3 separate regions of the Mus musculus genome follow, and regions 1 and 2 are each linked to region 3. A link is a contact called in public HiChIP or PLAC-seq data. All regions are on one chromosome and are shown on one strand. The core of a region is the stretch at or near the end of the contact, and the rest is flanking DNA. Distances in the headings are between cores, read along the strand shown. Region 1 holds the start of Ffar2 (free fatty acid receptor 2). Region 2 holds the start of Gramd1a (GRAM domain containing 1A). Region 3 holds the start of Lsr (lipolysis stimulated lipoprotein receptor).

What was found. HiChIP or PLAC-seq counts read pairs in DNA pulled down with a chosen protein or histone mark.
Region 1: an H3K27ac HiChIP or PLAC-seq map of embryonic stem cells shows a contact between it and region 3, with 27 read pairs. The contact joins the promoter of Ffar2 here to the promoter of Lsr in region 3. A contact is called at or near these places in 17 of 39 promoter capture datasets (the C10 cell line, the HPC-7 cell line, cranial neural crest and 8 more), 7 of 15 datasets of contacts at CTCF or cohesin (CD8 T cells, the G1E-ER4 cell line, embryonic stem cells and 2 more), 97 of 484 Hi-C or Micro-C datasets (8-cell embryo, B cells, CD4 T cells and 36 more), 25 of 115 datasets of contacts at active chromatin or transcription factors (DN3 thymocytes, acute myeloid leukemia, embryonic stem cells and 8 more) and 4 of 9 other capture datasets (adipose tissue, embryonic stem cells, liver and 1 more).
Region 2: a contact with region 3 is called in an H3K27ac HiChIP or PLAC-seq map of extraembryonic endoderm stem cells. The contact joins the promoter of Gramd1a here to the promoter of Lsr in region 3. A contact is called at or near these places in 4 of 39 promoter capture datasets (the C10 cell line, the HPC-7 cell line, cranial neural crest and 1 more), 1 of 15 datasets of contacts at CTCF or cohesin (embryonic stem cells), 1 of 484 Hi-C or Micro-C datasets (embryonic stem cells), 3 of 115 datasets of contacts at active chromatin or transcription factors (embryonic stem cells, extraembryonic endoderm stem cells and pancreatic cancer cells) and 3 of 9 other capture datasets (adipose tissue, liver and pancreatic islet).

What each region holds. Positions count from the first base shown.
Region 1 is chr7:30,819,844-30,822,543 of GRCm38.p6, reverse strand. It overlaps Ffar2 (free fatty acid receptor 2), which reads left to right and starts at 1,352. Exons shown (of 3, transcript NM_001168510.1): 1 at 1,352-1,437; 2 at 1,806-1,867; 3 at 2,430-2,700. The coding sequence starts at 2,431. Gm32236 (a long non-coding RNA gene) reads right to left here and starts at 2,123. Exons shown (of 3, transcript XR_881940.2): 1 at 1,995-2,123.
Region 2 is chr7:31,149,823-31,152,522 of GRCm38.p6, reverse strand. Gramd1a (GRAM domain containing 1A) reads left to right here and starts at 1,352. Exons shown (of 19, transcript NM_027898.4): 1 at 1,352-1,627. The coding sequence starts at 1,620.
Region 3 is chr7:30,972,071-30,975,019 of GRCm38.p6, reverse strand. Lsr (lipolysis stimulated lipoprotein receptor) reads left to right here and starts at 1,551. Exons shown (of 10, transcript NM_017405.2): 1 at 1,551-1,940; 2 at 2,808-2,949. The coding sequence starts at 1,847. It also overlaps a transcript of Fam187b not described here.

The DNA.
Region 1 (2,700 bases), core at 103-2,602, 150 kb after region 3:
ATTCCCCCGTGAGGGGGCTGGGGCATGGCTAGAATTCAAATGACTCTAGAACCCATCTCTAATACTAGAAAAAGAAAGACAAAAGGGAGGGACAGAGGGAGAAAGGAAGAATGGGGAAGGAGTGGAGAAGGCAACATGTTCTTGCCCTTGTTTTCTCACGTATATGTTTTGGGGGATTTTTCTTTAATATATATAAGTGTTTTGTCTGCATACAGCATGTATGATCAGTGTAAATGGAGGTCAGAAGAGACCGTCCAATTTCCTGAAACTAGACATTGTGAGCCGCCATGCCGTGTGGATGCTGGGAACTGAACTCAGGTCCTCTGCAAGAGCAACCAATGCTCCTAACCACTGAGACATCTCTCCAGCCCTGTGGAGGCCTTGGGAAGACTGGCTAACTCGTAGGTAACTAAACAGGTCAGAGGAGAGGACATAGAGAAACCAAGGGGTGGGAGAGAAGAGGAGGAGGAAGGGGAGGATGCAGAGCGTGCAGCTCTTCTGAGAGCAGCCACAGGGGACCCCTTACAGAGAGTGAACCTCCCTGCCTGTCATCTGTAGCCTAGCTGGCCTTAGCCTGTAGAGTAGTTAGGATTCAGGCCTATGTATGGCCCCACTCCTAACTTTCACCTTCTAGGAAGGTGTCAGAGGCTTGAGGGAAGCACCAGGGGCCCTGACCCTGATGCCTCATGCCTCCAGCCTCACTGGATGGCCCTGGATGTGCAGTGCAGTTAGGATTCCCATGCTCGCTTGCAGAAGGAAAGGAAAGTTCATAAAATCTGATCTGACCCAAAGTTCCCAGTGCAGAGACTTGGATGGCAGCCCGCAGCAGGCCAACTGTGCACCAAAAAACAAGACACAAGCTAGGGAAAGCCAGTCTGTCTCAACAAGGCCGAAGGAAACTTGGGGTGGACACCAGGAGACCACAAAGAAGTTAGACAAGGGAGGAATCACAGGAAACGGGAAGCCTCGTTCTGAGAATGACATTGACCTTCTAGACATTGCTCTGAAGAAGCCAATCAGAAGACAGAAAAGGAGCTGACAGGGGTAGGGGGTGAGGGTGGGAGCGGGTGGAGAGGCAGGTGGGAGGATAGGAGGGGGGCAGTGTCTCAGGGTTTGGGGGCAGGGAGACAGGAAGTAGGGTCAGAAAAATCTGTCAAAATCGGAATAGAACAGATCTCCAGGGAGAGGACAGAGCCGCAGCACCCCCCCGCCCCCCACCCCCACCCCCCCTTTGGGTTTGAGAGGAAATACTGCTCAGTTACTGACCTGCCTCTTTCTCTCTGGTCATGTGACCCATGCTAGTATAAGATCTTCCCACCAACCAAGTTCCTTATGATTTTTGGCTCCCCCTCCTTTTTCTGTATGAAATTGGCTGCAATAATTGCTAAAACTCCTCTTGCACCAGGAACCCCCAAGAAACATTCTCTCTGAAACCAGGCAAGGCAAGCCAGTGTGGTGTGTGCACGCAGGGGAGAGGATCTGAGGAGCAGCTGTGGGGTGAGGAGGAGGCTGCAGGATGTCTGTCAGAACACAGACCCGGAGGCTGAGGGTGGAGGTGGGTGTAAGGAACCATAGACCTTGAAATGAAAAGGACCGGGAGAGAGTGACTATTCGTTTGTAGCAAGAGTTACTAACCAAGTGGAAACAAAGTCACCTCCTGTAGAGGAGGAGTCCTGGATACAGTCAAAGCACCAAGCTTAAGCCAGCCACCTGTGCTCTCTGGGCTGTGTATCTAAAATTTGGAGGTTGGGGGGGACAAGCCATAGAGCAAGGAACTGGCTACCCTAGCTCCCCGGTTTTGGTAGGTTCCACAGCACTGGACCAGAGGAGAACCAGGTAGAAGAAACCCCTGAACTTGCCCAAGGAGGTAAGCTGACAGGTTGGGAGGCTGGGGAGGTGGCAGGGGGTGGGCACCTGAAGCTGAGGAGAGCGAGGGTTAGCAGGGTTGGTTTGCCTTCTGGAAGTTTCCTTTTTCTCCCGAGACACACACCTACCTGATCTTTCCCAGCTTCTATGGCTGCCTTCCCCTCTCTCCCACCAGGCTTTAGCCCCCAGCCACAGTCAGCAGCAAGAAAGGGAACCGATCACAGCTACTTCCTATTACCTGTGAGGCTACAGAGGAAAGGGGCCCTAGAAAGCAGAGGGGAAATTCCCGTGGGAAGTCAACTTGGTCTCCCCCAGAGACACAGGATGGCAAACGTAATAACTGCAGCTTAATATCCCGCCCAAGGCTAAGTCAATAATTGCTCTGGGCAGTTCTGGCAGGTGGCTTGAGCAAGCGGTGGTGAAGAGCAGACAGCTTTGGACTGAGGACAGGAGAGAACCAGAGAGGATGTGAGCAGTCAGAACTCTCCGGAAAGAGGGTCTGCAGGCTGTGTGCACTGCAGGTGGGGAGCTCTTGACCCTACACCTTTCCCCCCATCTTCCAGAATGACCCCAGACTGGCACAGTTCCTTGATCCTCACGGCCTACATCCTCATCTTTCTTACTGGGCTCCCTGCCAACCTGCTGGCCCTGCGGGCCTTCATGGGCCGGGTTCGCCAGCCTCAGCCTGCCCCTGTGCACATCCTCCTGCTTAATCTGACCCTGGCGGACTTGCTCCTGTTGCTGCTGCTGCCCTTCCGGATCGTGGAAGCAGCATCCAACTTCCGCTGGTACCTACCAAAGATCGTGTGCGCGCTGACAGGCTTCGGCTTCTAC
Region 2 (2,700 bases), core at 103-2,602, 180 kb before region 3:
TGGTTCCTGCCTGTAATCCCAGCATTTAGGAGGCTGAGGCAAGTTCATAAATTCGAGCCCTGACTCAGCTACATACTGAGGTTTGAGGCCAGCCCAGGCTATATAATGATATCCAACCCACCCAAGCCCTCACCACCGAAGTAAATGTCTTTCTAAGAGTAAACAAGCTACGGACGTATAAAAAGAGCAACACAGAAAGATGGAAGGCAGCCATGCAAGAAGAGCGAGCTTCCTCCTGTGGAAGGGATAGCAGTGCAAAGGTCCTGAGGCCGGAGGCAGGTGGGATGAGCAGGGGGGTAGATTGACACCTGGGATAATCAACCAGGAGGCTAAGGAGGAACCAGTTAGACAGACAGGTGGAAGGGGCCCAATCAGGAGGGCTCTGGACACCAAGATGAGCACTTTTTTTTTTAAAACAAGGAATGAGGTGGAGCCAGGGTAGGGCTTGAAGCCAAGAGGCCTCTGGCCAGACTTGGCGATTCACAGGCTAGAGCTCTGGCTGTAAGTGGTAACAGAGCGGGATAGGAATGGAAACCAAACAAGGTGGGACTGGGCCTACTGTAGCTGGACAAGAGGCTGAAGGCCGAAGAGGGGTGGGGAGAAATCCCTGGGCTGGGTCCCAAAGCCAGAGGCTCGTTCACATTGTGTTCTCCAACAAGGACGACAACCACGCCTGGCTTGCAGAGGTGGGTGCAGGGCTGGCTGGCACAAGAACTCGTCCTACACTGCAATGTATGGTCATTTCCCGTCCTGAGGCTCGGCAGGCTTCCCAGTATCAAAAACGCTGATGAGCCCTGCCCCTGTGCTGTTCTGGGGGAAACCCCTTGCCTGGGAGCAGGGGGCTCCCCAGGCCTGAGGGACTTGCCCAAGCGCACACAGCACTGCTAGGAGCCGGGTGGGCTGGAATCTGACGTGGTCTGCACGATTAGGCTGGGGAAGTCTCCATACACACGCGCGCGCGGAAAAGTGAACGCTTCTAAGGCAGGAACTGAGGTTCTGAGGCTGGGTGGGGAGAACGGGAAGAGGCTTTCCACCCTCCAGCTGTGGTTCCCCGACCCCACCCCCAGACTTCCGCCCCAGGCCAGTTCTTCCCAGCATCAGCCTGTCACCCACCTCCATCCCACTTCTCAGAGACTCTTCTGGGTCCAGGGGAGAAGCCCAGGGTGTTTAAACTTGTTTGCTCATTTGTTTTGAAGACAAATTCTCACTCTGCATTCCAGTGGCCTGGAATTCATTATGTAGCCCAAGCTGGCCTCGAACTCATGCCAATCCTCCTGTCTCAGCCTCTGGGATGTGAGGCGTGCGCTATCACGCCCCGCCCAGGCTGCTCATTTTAAATAAAAATTTTCTTCTGTCTCCCAGCCGGACTCTTTCCCCAGCCATCCTAGGCCTAGGCCCGCGCTCGCGTCCATGTCCCCCTCCCGGCGGGGGCGGCGCCGTGACGCGCGGGGCGGGAGCAGGAAGGGGGTGTCGCTGACGCCGAGGCGGCCTCCGGCGGCTCCGGCCTTTTGTGCGGGTGGCAGGGTCCGGTGGAGGCGGCGGCCGAGGCAGGCGAGGCCCGGGAGGCCCATCTCAGAGCAGCCGGCCGGGTCCTGCCCTGCAGCCGGGGCGCCGCATCCATGTTCGAGTAAGCACCGGGCCTCGGGGTGGGAAGCGGGGACGGTGGTGCGATCGGGCTGCGGCAGAGGGCCGGAGCTGGGTTTCCAAGCTGGTGCATGTAGGAGCGACCCCGCTGGGGACCAGAAGGGGTACACGTGAGGGATTGCAACCTGGCGGCGAGACCCAAGATTGGGGCGTCACTACCGGCCTGGGACGCATATGGGCAGCGGGGAGCTCCTCTAGGCCCTGATCGTCCCCCTACGGGGAGCCCTGACCCAACACCCAGATGAAAGGGCCGCGAGCAGCCCCACCCCCCATCCCCATTACTGGGCAGGCCCCGCAGATCCTCCGGTCGGTGGTCCCCGTTTGTCGTGGGGGCTGGGGAAAAGGAGCTTCTTTGAGCCTGAGATCTCGGCGGGGTGGGGGTCGGGTGTGTTCTGCCCCCCTCCCGCCCCCGCCACTCCTGCCTGGTCACCTGTGCCTGCGGGTTTCCGTTTGTGATTGTGCTCAGCGTGGTGTGTGTGTGTGTGTGTGTGTATGTGTGTGTGTGTGTGTGTGTGTAACAGCTGGGATTCTTTGGGGCAATGTTGTGTGGCTGTCTGTATGTTATCTATCATCTTCTGTGTGATGGCTACCACCCAGGTCGAGTGCATCTGGTGCTCTTGGACCCACTGTGGTTGTGTGTGAGACGTGTCTCATTTTCTTTGTGGCACCGTGTGCAAATCACACATTCTGAGCTTGTGCCTCATTGTGACTTGTACAGCATTCCGCTTCAGTCTCTTGGCTGACTGTACCTATAATTCACCATGAATTACGTCTGTGAGTTACCTCCGTGAGCTCTCATTGTGATTTGAGTATGTGTGCATGTGGTTGGGGCTCAGCTGCTGTGCGCCTGACATCCACATTTGGATGTCTTTTGGTTCCGTGAACAAGTAGAAATTGCATGTGTCTACCGGTGACAGTGTGGTGTCACTGGGCCCTGTGGGTGGCTCACTTACCTCTGATTCCGTCTGTGGGAAAGTCCCAGTGTATCCAAATGTGGCATTGTTGCATGCCTTGGGTGTGTGTGGGAGATTGTCTCTGTCTCTCAGACCCTTTGTG
Region 3 (2,949 bases), core at 302-2,801:
GATGGAATATTTGCTAAGCAATGTTGTCTTTGGGACGGAATAAGATAGGTGGTAAAAATCTTATTAGTAAAATATCAGATGACAGTAAATGGTTTGAAGGGAGGAAAGTGGGCGAGAGAAGTTGGGGATAAGCCTGCCCTGGGGTATATGCTGAGATTCTACTCTCAAGAGTTCTACGTGGAAGACGTTATCTTTGGGGATGGTAAAAATGTTGAATGAAAGTGATTAGTGTGGGTTCTAATCAAAAACAGATTCTTTTTTTCCTACGTTGGAGATGATGACCAAGTTTTAGGTATTGATAACATATTGATAATAATGACATCTACAAAACACAAAGTAACACATGCAACTGGTTTAGGATTACAAGTGGTAAAAATGACGGCAGTGGCGATTTCCTCTATTTTTTAAACCATGATTTTTAAGCCACATGGGAACAGGGTGAAATTTTATGAGACGCCTTTGCCTTTAAAAGCGGCCGTAGGGGAAATGGTAGCAGGTGTCCGCAACAGGAAGGGAATTCTGGTAGCTAAGCCTGCCATATGTGAAAACCTGATCCAGGACCAGCTAGGCCAGTATGGCTGAAGTCAACTAAGAAAAGTTGGCTGGGGAAAGTCAATCAGGCCAATGTACTTTGAATTTTGCTTGAGAGGGAACACAGCAAAGTTCTGAGCAGAAGAATGTGACCTGACACCATTTACAAAACAGAGAAGAAAATGGTAGGAAAATGGTAGGTTCCCAACTCACCAAGCAGTGGCCAGTTCAGTCTCCCAGAATGCGTTTCCTCTCGGCGCCACCAGGGAGCAGCAGTGTTGCGCTGAGAAGGAGGAGAGCTACGGGCCGCGCCCGGGGTGCAGGTGAGGCCTGGGAACCTTTGATCCGAAACAGATCTGTTGGTCTCCAGTCTTGGCTCAGAGCCTTTAATCATCAGAACTTCGAAGGCCTGACCAAGAGCGAGGGATACCCGAGCGGGAGGTGGAAAAGAAACCACAAGTTAGGAAATAAGGGAAGTAGGGAAACTGCCTAAGTACGACTGCAACTTTTTAAGAGGTGCAGTCCCCACGAGCGTCCCCTAGGGGGCCAGAGCATCTTTTCTAGTGCGACCTCATTGATTCCTCGAATCATTCAAATGTGGAGCCCAGAAAGACCGCAGCACTTCCCCCACCAGGGCGAGAGTGGGAAGGCAGGCTGCGTCACCGACATTCCCCTGGCAGCTGGGACCTGGCTCTGCTTGGCACCTCCCTACAGGGCGCACCTAGGCGGGTCCATCGGCTCCCGGGACAGGGGTGTGGACCAGCAGCGAACAGGTGCGCACAAGGCCCGGCCCCTCTCGGCAGGTGGAGCACGCCCAGAGGGTCTCTGTCCTCAGGGAGTTCAGTCCTTTCAACTTTGACTAGAGCAACAGGTGGCTGCACAGGTCGCCTATGGTGCAGACGCCCTCCTGGCAAAGCGGTCACTTGGTTCAGGCCCTGGAGGCAGGAGCGCACCTGAGTCAGCCCACTTCCGGGGAGGGAGGCCCGCAAGGCCCGCCCCCGCCGCCCACCCCCAAGTCCAGCCCCCGGGCTCCCACCCTTGTGTACCTGGGCGGTTCCATTCCCGGGAGTGCGCAGGGGGTAGAGTGACCCAGAGAGCCACCGCGCGCCGGGTCAGTTGTCTTCGGGAAGCCGAAGGCATGAGCTTCGTCCAAGTTCATTTTGTAGGTTAGAACTCCCCCAGTGCGAGGAAAATGGACTTGGAATAGGGGCCGGGCGCAGCACGCACCCTTCTCGGCCCTGGTGCTCGCCGCGCCCCCTACTCTCTGGATACTTGGGAGGGGACGCGCGGGCACCGTCGCTGCTAGACGGCCGCGATGGCGCCGGCGGCCAGCGCGTGTGCTGGGGCGCCTGGCTCCCACCCGGCCACCACGATCTTCGTGTGTCTTTTTCTCATCATTTACTGCCCAGGTAAGGATTGGGGTCCCTGGTGCTGTGGGACGGCGGGAGGGCGCTACCGGAGGTGGATGGAGGGCTGTGGTTCTCACCGGCCTTGGAGGACCCGAAACCAAGTGGTGGGGAGTCGTGAGTGATGGTTGGTGCGGGAGTGCAGATTAAAGATCTCCAGAACCCGCCTGGTTGAGGAGACCCCTGTGTGCCCAAGGAAGGGAGTTTCTTGTGGCGCCCAGTCCGGTCCTCCGCCTTTGTCGGAGATAACAGGAAGTGAAAACTCTGGGGATCTTAAGGCTGAGCGCTGTATGGAGAAGGGGACCCTTTGTGGTCAGGAGCAAGGCCTCCCGATCGTGAGATAGGCCTGCCATTGGGATCTTGGACGCACCTCAAGATTTCTAAGTGTTGGGGTAACGGGGAGAGGTCATTCCCGGACTGGATCAGGCCAAGAGCTCGAGAAACAGTGCCCTGGCTTGGAGTGGGTGTGGAATTGGGGACTCCCCACCCCACCTACATCCCTGGTATCTGTAGAATGGACTTTTGAACCTTAAGTCATCTTCCGCCTAGATTGTTGAATGTTAGCTTAAGTGGGGGCCTAGGGGTTCCATCTACATTTGGATGTGCATTTTGAAGAGTCTCTGGGTAGGAGGATGTGGACAGAATATTCTAGGGACCTAGCCCGGATGGCTACATACTTACCACTTTTCAGCCCCGGAGGTGTATAAAATGGGCATGATTATCAGATCTGCCTCGCCAGTCTCGGGGATTAAGGAACAATATGCTAGGTGCTCTGAAAGACTGCATATACTGTCTAAGTGGTGTGGCTCATTGCTGTTGTGGTACCTCCCTGGGTTTATCTATCCCTGCTGACTATACTCTTCTTCTCAGACCGTGCCAGTGCCATCCAGGTGACCGTGCCTGACCCCTACCACGTAGTGATCCTGTTCCAGCCAGTGACACTACACTGCACCTACCAGATGAGCAATACCCTCACAGCCCCTATCGTGATCTGGAAGTATAAGTCGTTCTG